Linked DNA regions of Triticum aestivum: region 1 is linked to region 2. The links are chromatin contacts, called in public Hi-C maps. All regions are on one chromosome and are shown on one strand. The core of a region is the stretch at or near the end of the contact, and the rest is flanking DNA. Distances in the headings are between cores, read along the strand shown.

What was found. A called contact is a pair of places that touch in the nucleus more often than the background predicts.
Region 1: a Hi-C map of leaf shows a contact between it and region 2, with 4 times the contacts expected there. The contact joins the promoter of LOC123066860 here to the enhancer-like site in region 2. A contact is called at or near these places in 2 of 5 Hi-C or Micro-C datasets (both in leaf) and 1 of 1 datasets of contacts at active chromatin or transcription factors (leaf).

What each region holds. Positions count from the first base shown.
Region 1 is chr3B:822,816,362-822,820,579 of IWGSC CS RefSeq v2.1, reverse strand. It overlaps LOC123066860, which reads right to left and starts at 2,626. Exons shown (of 3, transcript XM_044489856.1): 1 at 2,280-2,626; 2 at 2,015-2,194; 3 at 1,086-1,938. The coding sequence starts at 2,450. The coding sequence ends at 1,309.
Region 2 is chr3B:822,646,877-822,651,808 of IWGSC CS RefSeq v2.1, reverse strand. No RefSeq gene overlaps it. Among protein-coding and RNA genes, the nearest start is that of LOC123068026, 17 kb to the right of the region's middle. Within about 2 kb of position 3,433, at least 5 of the 8 cell types and tissues checked have an H3K27ac peak or open chromatin away from gene starts, as enhancers often do. A contact at or near this core is called in leaf, where this site is marked.

The DNA.
Region 1 (4,218 bases), core at 1,377-3,876, 170 kb before region 2:
CTTACGTAAAATCTAAACTTAGAGCATCTCAAATAGATGCTGTAGATGAAAATCTAAAGTTCGAGCATCTCAAATAGATGATGTGGATGCAAAAATAACTAACTTTTGCATCTTCAATGCCTAAAAATCCCTCTCAACAGATGATGTAGAAGCAAAAAATATTACATCTCTGCCTTTCGAAGATGTAAAATGCAACACCTGATAGTGCAAATTTGCATCTCCACCTACATGAGATGTAAATTTGATAGCCGCATGCCAACCGCCCAACTACCTTCTGCCCGCTTCTGCGCGACCGCCGGCCGCCTGTTTGACTACGCCACTGGCTAATTTCGCCCAAAATTGACACCGCCGCCGCCACCGCTCACCCGCCCCGCTGCCACTCTGCCCTCCTTTCCCCGCTGCCTACCTCGCCGTACTAGCGTCGGCTATCCCCCGCAGCTGCTAATTCGATTCAGCTACCACTTTGAATCGAAGCTTCGCCGAAGGTCCAACTGCCAAAATGGCTTCCACGGCGCGATCGTGGACGGTCTGGTCTTGTTCCTAGCCTCAACCCACCGCCGGAGGTAGAAAAGGCGCTCCACGCCGCCCGCCCGCATCCGCCATTCTTCCCATCGCGTGAAGCCAACCGCCCGCACTGTCGAGCCCCCGCCGCCCGCACCGTCGAGCCCCCGCCGCCCCTCCGACGCTTCTTCGCCTTGAATTGCCATTCCTCTACCGCCACGATCGGCGCCGCCGCGGTCCCGATTCACAACCCCCGTTGCCCCTTCGTCGTCCCACGCACAACCGCCACGGCCCCGCCGCCGACTATCTTTTACATCTCCATTTTGCATCGAGTTGCTTTTTTCCATCTCGAAGCGGCCTATTTTTTACATCTCCATTTTGTATCATCTATTGGAGTTGCTTTTTTCCATCTCGAATATACATCATCTGTTGGAGTTGTCCTTTTTTGAGATGTGAAGATGTAAATTTTTACATCTCCTATTTCACATCTCCAAATTTGTAGGAGATGCTCTTAAGATTACGAGTGTAGCATTGCTTTACCAAACCAACAAAAAAACTGCGGAGGAAAACTTATCCAACACTAATAATTAATCATAGCATTATTCAAAGCCACGATGTTAGTGTGTTGTTTGAATCTGACAAGTACAATACACATATTCGTGGGCAGATCCTACGTCTGTACATGCTCAAGTTTAGGAGAATGAAGTTTTTCTTTTGCTATAACGACTCGCATAACTTCAGAAAACAGAGAACCAGAGCCGCGGATACACACAGACGGAGGCCATTTTGCGGTGCCACCTCACGCCGTCAAACGGGCACCGCGGCAGCGAGCCACGCCATGGCGGGGCCGGCGAGGCGCGTGGCGCGCGGGAGGACGCGCGGGAGGACGGCCCGCGCCACGCCCGGGAGCATGGGGTACGTGAGCACGCCCAGCAGGAACCAGTTGAGGCTCAGCAGCGCCACGGCGCCGTCGGAGGCGGCGGACGCCGGCGGCGGGACGCGGCGGCCCGCGGGCGCGCGGAAGAGGCGCGACACGCTGCACATGGACATGGCCACCACGGCGACGAGCCCCGCGAGAAGCGGCAGGCACGGCCCGTCCGCCGACCACGCGATCCCGCCCACCGCCAGCGACATGCCGAAGCTGAACAGGCTCCGCCGCCGCGCCGTCGCCCGCAGAAGCCGGGCCTGCGCCTCTGACGGTGGGAAGGCGTCGATGTCGCCGGGTTTGAAGACCACGGGCCGGTCCTTCTGAGCTGCCGCGTCTTCTTCCTCTTCTTCTTGGCCTTCCCACGCCCTCGGTTCACCAGCCTTCTTCTTGCCCCCGCCACTTCCAGCCACCGCCACCGTGGCCGCCGTGGCCGTGGCCGCCGCCTTGTCCCACACGGACTTGCCTCTCTGCTCCTTGAGCCGCATGTTCTCCTTCTTGAGCGCCTTGAGCTGCAGGCACAGACGCCAAGCACAAAATTAGCGAATCCCCCCAATGGCGAATCGATGGATTCGGCTCTGCTCGTACATGGCTCTCGAGTTGGTCAATCCTGGCGAAGGCGTCCTCGTTCTCCTCCTCCATCTCGTCGAGGATGTCCTCCATGGTCGCGTTCTCCTTGAGCGCCGTCCGCAGCCGCTGCTCCAGGTCCCTGTTCTCCCACACCACCCGCTCCATCTGCCCCTGCATCTCCCCCACCAGCCGCTCCAGCTGCCCCAGAAAGAAGAAAACCGCAGGAATCAGAGCTAGCCGAGCGAGGGCGGACCAGCCGGCGGACGGCGGCTTAGGTGGTCACCTTGCGCTCCCTGTCGGCGGCGGCGAGGAGGCGCACGGGGAAGGTGAGGAAGGTGACGGCCCACACCATGGCGTCGCAGAAGAGGAGCATCGGGAGCCGGACGGCGGCCACGGCCAGGCCCCGGAACGCGCGAGCGCCGCACGCCGCGACGGAGCAAGGCGAAGAAAGCATGCGCGAAGGAGGATCTCAGCTCAGGCTCAGCTCTGCTCGGGTCAGGCCGGGCGCCACCATTCTCTGACACGCTCCACTACCTAGCTAGCCGGCCACCCTCGCCACGCCACTCTTGGTACTTCGGGCGAAAAAGATAAGCACTGACACGCACGCCGGCCGTGTCGTGGAGCTGGACATGGAGAGGGGTTTGGTTGAGAGTTCCAGGCGGGGACAGAGACTGAGTGAGGAGTGAGCGCGTGCCGCGCTGTCGGCTAAGGCGACACGTGCGCCTCGAGTGGCTGCACACGTGCGGCTAGCGGTGTCGCTGGCCGCCGCGTCACCGCGCCGGGCGTCGGCCACGGTAGGGAGGAGCGGTCGTTTGCCATCCCTATCCGTAGCGAGACGTGGGCGCCTAGCTAGACTGCAGCTACTGCTCTATCTCCTCGGGATAAAATTCTACGAGACCCGGTTTTACAGATCATCACGTGAGACGTGCCCCGGTAGATGACACGTGGCCTCCACGATCTCAAAGCACCAACACCACTTTGCCATTTTATCATTTCCAATCGTGATTGCAAATCCTACATCTCAACAGGTACGTACACAAATGACCACGGCTTTGAGATGGCATCGCCGCGTGTCATTCATCAGCGGGTCTCGCGGGTTGGTATGTGAGACCAGATCCATCGGATCTCAGGGGCAACACGTGAGATCTGCTCCTGTTGAGTATTATGATTATTAAAAAAGATATGATTGTACGATTTTATTCTACTTTATCTTATACTTCAAGTTGGTCATTATATTTCCAATACATGAACACATTGCGTCTACGTGTACGTTATCAATCCGAAACCAAACATCACCAGTGACAGGTCACAATATGATGTTTAACAGGTAGTGGGCATGTTCTTGCGCAGGGTGTTGACGATGCAGATGAACTTTATGGGGTCCCCGACCTGGCCCATGGTCCGATGCTCCATGGGTTAGATGTGTCTATCCAAGTAACGTCCTCGGCGCATTCGCTATTGTGCTTAAGGGCATCTTAGAACCTACTACTTTAGAAGCTTTTGCAGTTTGGGAATCAATGGCACTAGCGGAGGATCTTAACTTGCAAGCTATTCACGTGGCAACAGATTGTCATTTTTTATGATCGTGTCGTGCTTATACTCCATCATCGGGTTTTGCGTAAAGGGAGTGGCACAATTTTTTAATGGCACGACATTGTATAAAATAGTACTAGTAAAGCTACAGTTCAGGAACATGTTATAGAAGAGATGCAATTGAATTAAAATTGTCGTTCTTCATCCTACACATTTAGCCCAGCGCAGATCTATGAATCAACAAGGATTCTTCACTTCAATGCAGGTAAAGTAAACATACATACAAACTAGTGGCTACCATTATTTAACTGAGCATGCCTCACAATTTTTTTTATCTCAATGCTGCATTAGAAAATCGCAGCTGTCATGTATATCAACACCATCTCATCCTAACTCAGTCGTTGTCACCTCAATAGCAACGACAGTAGGAAACAGGATCATCTTCAACTCATCTTGCAAATGACAATGACCCTAAACCCAAATGGATATTGGTCCAATGATTCAAATCCAATAAAGAGCAACTAAATTCGGAAGCATATCCAATAGAAGCAGAAATTTACATGATCTACTCACACCATTTGTCAAATGCTATTAGCAACCTCATGTGAAATTGGTCAGATAGAAACAACATCATTCCAACATGACAGTAGCAGCACCAGCCCCTACATAACAAAATGGAGCCTACATCC
Region 2 (4,932 bases), core at 2,184-4,683:
GTATTGACTTTGTGATGTACTCCTCCAATTTCTAAATATAAGCCCTTTTAGAGATTTCAATATGCTCTACATACGGATGTATATAGATATATTTTAGAGTGTAAATACACTCATTTTACTCCGTATGTAGTCTATATTAGAATATCTAAAAGGTATTATATTTAGGAATGGAGGGAGTATATGTTAGTAGTTTTTTCTATAAGTTAGGTCAAGTTTATAAATTTGACTTTGACAAAGTTAATATGCGAAACAAACAAAAACAGAGGAAGTAGTTATTACTTTGTCGTATATTCAATTAATTCACAATTAATATGTTTGCTAACTAGTTTCATCGGTGTGTGCATGCAGTGGCAAGAGGATCCATATGCACGGGAGAGTGATGAAGAGCAAGGTTTAGAGACCGCGCCAATGGCAATGAACCTCAAATTGGTGCAAATTGTTCGTGGAAACAATAAGATGAGGTCCAAGATAAAAAGGAATCTACCTCGGGCTACAGTCACCAAATGAAGACAGGGAAACAGGACATGTTTTGTGTTTTTTTTTGTTCGTTTTGTTTGGTACGTGCCCCTCTGTTTATCAAGAAAGATGTGGAGACATTACGCTGTTGTTACTCAAATGACCTTCTTGGACACCATATGTCTATCCGTCTGGAAATGTATTGTGTACTTGTCCATTTATGATTTTTTGGTATGATTTTATCATAGAATATTTAATGTTAATAGAAATATTTTATGCAAGATAAACACACAGTAACGCACACACAGACGCACACCCGCGCACACACACGCACGCGCATTTGCACAGCGGTCAAATCCATGAAATGTTGATGGTACACATAATTATGAATGTCCAACGTGCTTCTGGAGGCTGTGCTGGATGAACCCTGTTGCTTGTTTCCCAACCTCAAAAGCTTGTTGTGTGTTCCCCAACCTCAAAAGCTTGACCCTGGACGACTGTAACCTTGGTGACGGACCGTTTTCTACACAACACTCCTGCCCTCCAGCGGCTTGCTTTCAAAAGTTGTAAGGTACGCTTGCTCATTCCAAATGCCTACGATGATATGCAAACTAATAATACATTTGCGAGATTCAATGTAGGATTGTCACTACACCCTCCTTAACTTAATGTAATACGCTTTTGCAATTTACAGAGGTTGTATATGCTATACTGGTACAATGATATTTATCGGAAGTAACATAGCCAAAGTGTCACTACTGCTATTTTCAAGTCTTCTTTTGATAGAGGATTTGTTGAACCATGGTCCAACGTGTCCCTGCGTAGTAACCAGCAAAACATACAGATTAAGTGGGATGGCAATTAAGTGCACACAATTCAAAGTTTATCCAAATTTACTTTTAAGGGCACATTTAGTTTTTTTTTTTCTACCGGAGCACATAATTTGTCATTTGGGCACGAACTTTTGCACGCATATAAAAGGCACGAACATGTTTGGTGTCAAAAATTACTGTATGTTTCTTCCAGTTCTCTGGCGTCTTCCCTTAAAAGAAGTCCATGGTGGAGGATGCATCCTGAGGGGAGGGGAGGAGCTCGTCGGCTAGTGCAGGTTGAGGAGGAGATGCTGGGCGGGGCGGGGCGAGGAAGACATATGCATACGACACGGCGGCGGAGGAAATCGCGGCGGGCCCGCAACAAACAAGGTCGGGCGAGTAGTGAAATACATGTAATAATTGGGTGGGAGCTTGACTGCTAGATGGCGAGGAGAAGAAAGGAAGACAAACGACCTACCTACGGGGCCGGGAGGAAGAACACGTACAGGGCGTCATCTGTGGTAAAAAAAATTCTTCTTTTAGAAAAAAAAACATGCACGTACCGCTCGTTTCTTTTTCTATAATATTATTATAATGAGATGAGAAAAATAAAAAATGAAAGGGGTTCGTTTTGCTGGTTGGTTTACCGCGTTTTCGTCTCGCATCGCTCGATTCTTATTTGTTGTTTGCTTCGCGCCGAACAAGGAATAAAACGATGCATGCGTCGTCTATAGTCAACCAATCATATCTTTAGAAGTGGGTGACTGACGAAAACAACAGCTCCGACATGATGTACGTTGTCGGGTTCGGAGGCATGGGGAAGACCACCGCAGCTAGCCAGTAAGCACTTCAAACTGTGAATTGGCCATTCTTCTCTGGTTTCCAGGCAATGAAATCATCCCCAAAACGCGGACATAGCCATATACGACAAATAGCTTGGACATCCACAGGCAAGAAGAACAGATTCAAACGGGACAAGTCCACATGTTGCCTCGGACCGGTTTGTGATGGAAGTCTCAAAAGGACCCGTTGGCAAATCTCAGCTTCTTGGATGAGATTTAGATCTCCAAAATTAGAAAGCGAGAGTCGGCTCACACAAACACTATGAAAACCGGCGTTTGTGCTCACGAGGGAAAGCATTGAACACACGGGTGGAGAGACCGCGTAAATTCATTGAGCCTTTTCTCCTTGTACTGCTCATTCAAGGTACAAGTAGTGGTAAAAAAACAACGCAAAGACAGGTTTCATGTCATGATTCTAATAAGTAATAGCTTGAACATGACCCAAATAGACTCAGCACCGGACAGTCTCCGGACATGGGACACACAGCAAGGCACACAGGTTGCTCCTTGTTGTTTATTCGCATACGATTGTAATAACATCTTATATCATGAGACGCATGGAGTAACATACAAATACAATCGTGCATTTCGGTATCTTTATATCGGCAGCGAACGCTCAGTGCTCAGTGACAAATAACTAAATTACTCTTGAGCGGCATACTTGTATTCCCGTTCTTGGCATAGATTGCTTCCATCCTACTTCGGAGGATAGCGCGGGAGCGGCCCCGGCCGCACCTGGTAGGAAGGGGACGCCCAGGTTCCCCTCACACCGTCTCGCTTCACGTTGCTTAAATCACCTGCAGCATTAGACATGCGGGACATCACCTTAGACATTCGAAAAAAATCACTATTTTCGAACAAAAAAGAGAGGGGGTCGAGAGTTGATACATACCTCTGGCGGCAAGCACGGCCTGTGCGACGAACGCAAGCGAGGCGAGCACCACGCACAGGAGCGCAGCCAAGTTCCTGACGAGAGCCATAGTTGAAGCCTGAAGGAAGGAAGGGTGCGTGTGTTACTTCTGTGCTTGGAGAAGCTAATGTGCACAGCTGCGCTGCACCGATGCCGTATTTATACCCGTGCGATGGTAGCTGGTACCCGTGTGCATACAGCTCGATCGGCATGCGTAGACGAGTCAAAAGCCAGTACGTAGAAATGTAGCGGTGGAATTTGTCCGCAGACTCTGCAGTCCATGTCGGCTACGTTTCAGCTGAGCGGCCGTCGTTGAACGAACAAAAGTCAGCGTTTGTTTTCTTGACCATCCCGAGCAAGAGGGAAGCTCTGCCTTCCTATATATGGTACCCATCGACTACCGAGTCCTGGTAGGTGGGTGCAGCTTGCATGCAACAAGAGCCTCTCGGCATCTTTGACTTTTCTTTCTATTGCATGACTGAATGAGGTATTTTTTCCGTAAACTAATATAAAAGCGTTTATAGAGTGGTATTTGGTTGATTATTGTAAGGGAAACGATCGTAGCCGGCCGACCGGCTAACATTTCGGCCGGTCAAAGGCCACACGTTCGCTCCCAGGCGCATCGTGCGTCCTGCAACAGGCTCCCTCGTGGGCCCCGTAACCGCTTAATCTCATTATCTTTTTCTTTCTCCCCCCGAATCACTCTCCTCCACTCATTTCCTTCGCCTCCTTTTCTCATTCTCCTTATCTTCTCAATCGAAGCCATCTCTCTTCCCCGGTGGCCTCCTCCTCCTCTCTCTCCATCTCCCATCTTTCTTCCCGTGGAGCTCCAGAAGCCACTGCCCCTTTCCCGTGGAGATGAGGGGGCAAAGGTGCTGCGCCTGGTACCCGTCTGTGCTGGAGAAGACGTGAACTGGAACCGGCGATCTGTGACTCTTTTGCTGCAACTGGCTGAATTTTTTTGCTTGAACCGGCAGAGCGTTTTGCTACTGCGCTGATGAAGGGAGGGCGACGATCGCGAGCTGCAACCCTCATTTTTTTTGCTGCAGCCGGTGATCTGGGTTGTTGGATCCGGCGAGCTGGATTGCTGGAACCAGCACCCACGAGCAATTTGTTGTTTCCTAAACAAGTCTTTTTTGCTGGAACAAGTGTTTTCTTTTGCTGGAACTAGCAATTCTTTTCCTACATTGTTTCTTTTGCTACAATCTAACCGCTAGAGTCTTCCTGCTGAACTAGCGGTTTTTTTTTGCTGGAACTAGCAAACTTTTTTGCTAACAATCTTTCTTTCTATTGCTACAATCAAACCGGTGGAGTGTCCCTGCGGAGTCTTTTTTTGCTGGAACCAGCTTTTATTTTTGCTGGAACTAGCAAATTTATTTGCTACAAATCAACCACCGAAGTTCTCCCAGTTGATGATTTTTGCTGGAAAAATGTCTTTTTTTGCTGGAACATTATAATGTTTTTGCTTCAACCGATCAGTAAGGATTTGCTGCTTTTGGATCTACTTTGTTGGACCCAACGGAGCCAGGCGACGGCCACGGCGAGCCGGAGGCAGATTATGCTGGGGATGCCTCAATTACGGCGCCCCCGCGCTGGATCCGGCCTTTTTAGAGCTGCATCCATGGTGAATCGCTCCTGGGATCAATTGGTGGCCATGATACAATCCAGACGGCCATGGCGGCGGGACCTCGCCGGAGCTTGTCGGGCACGACAGAACCACGAGGAGGAGGAGGAGGACGGGGGGTGGTGTGCTCGTGGGGAGCACGTGGAGTCGTGGATCCCCTTTTTTTTACTCGCGAGCAGTGCGAGGGAAGAAGATGACGTGGGAAGGACCGAATCCAACGGGTGCGTACGAATAGATCGGGTGGTTGTGCGCGGACCGGCGCCTATCATCGCCCTAATAGTAAACGCT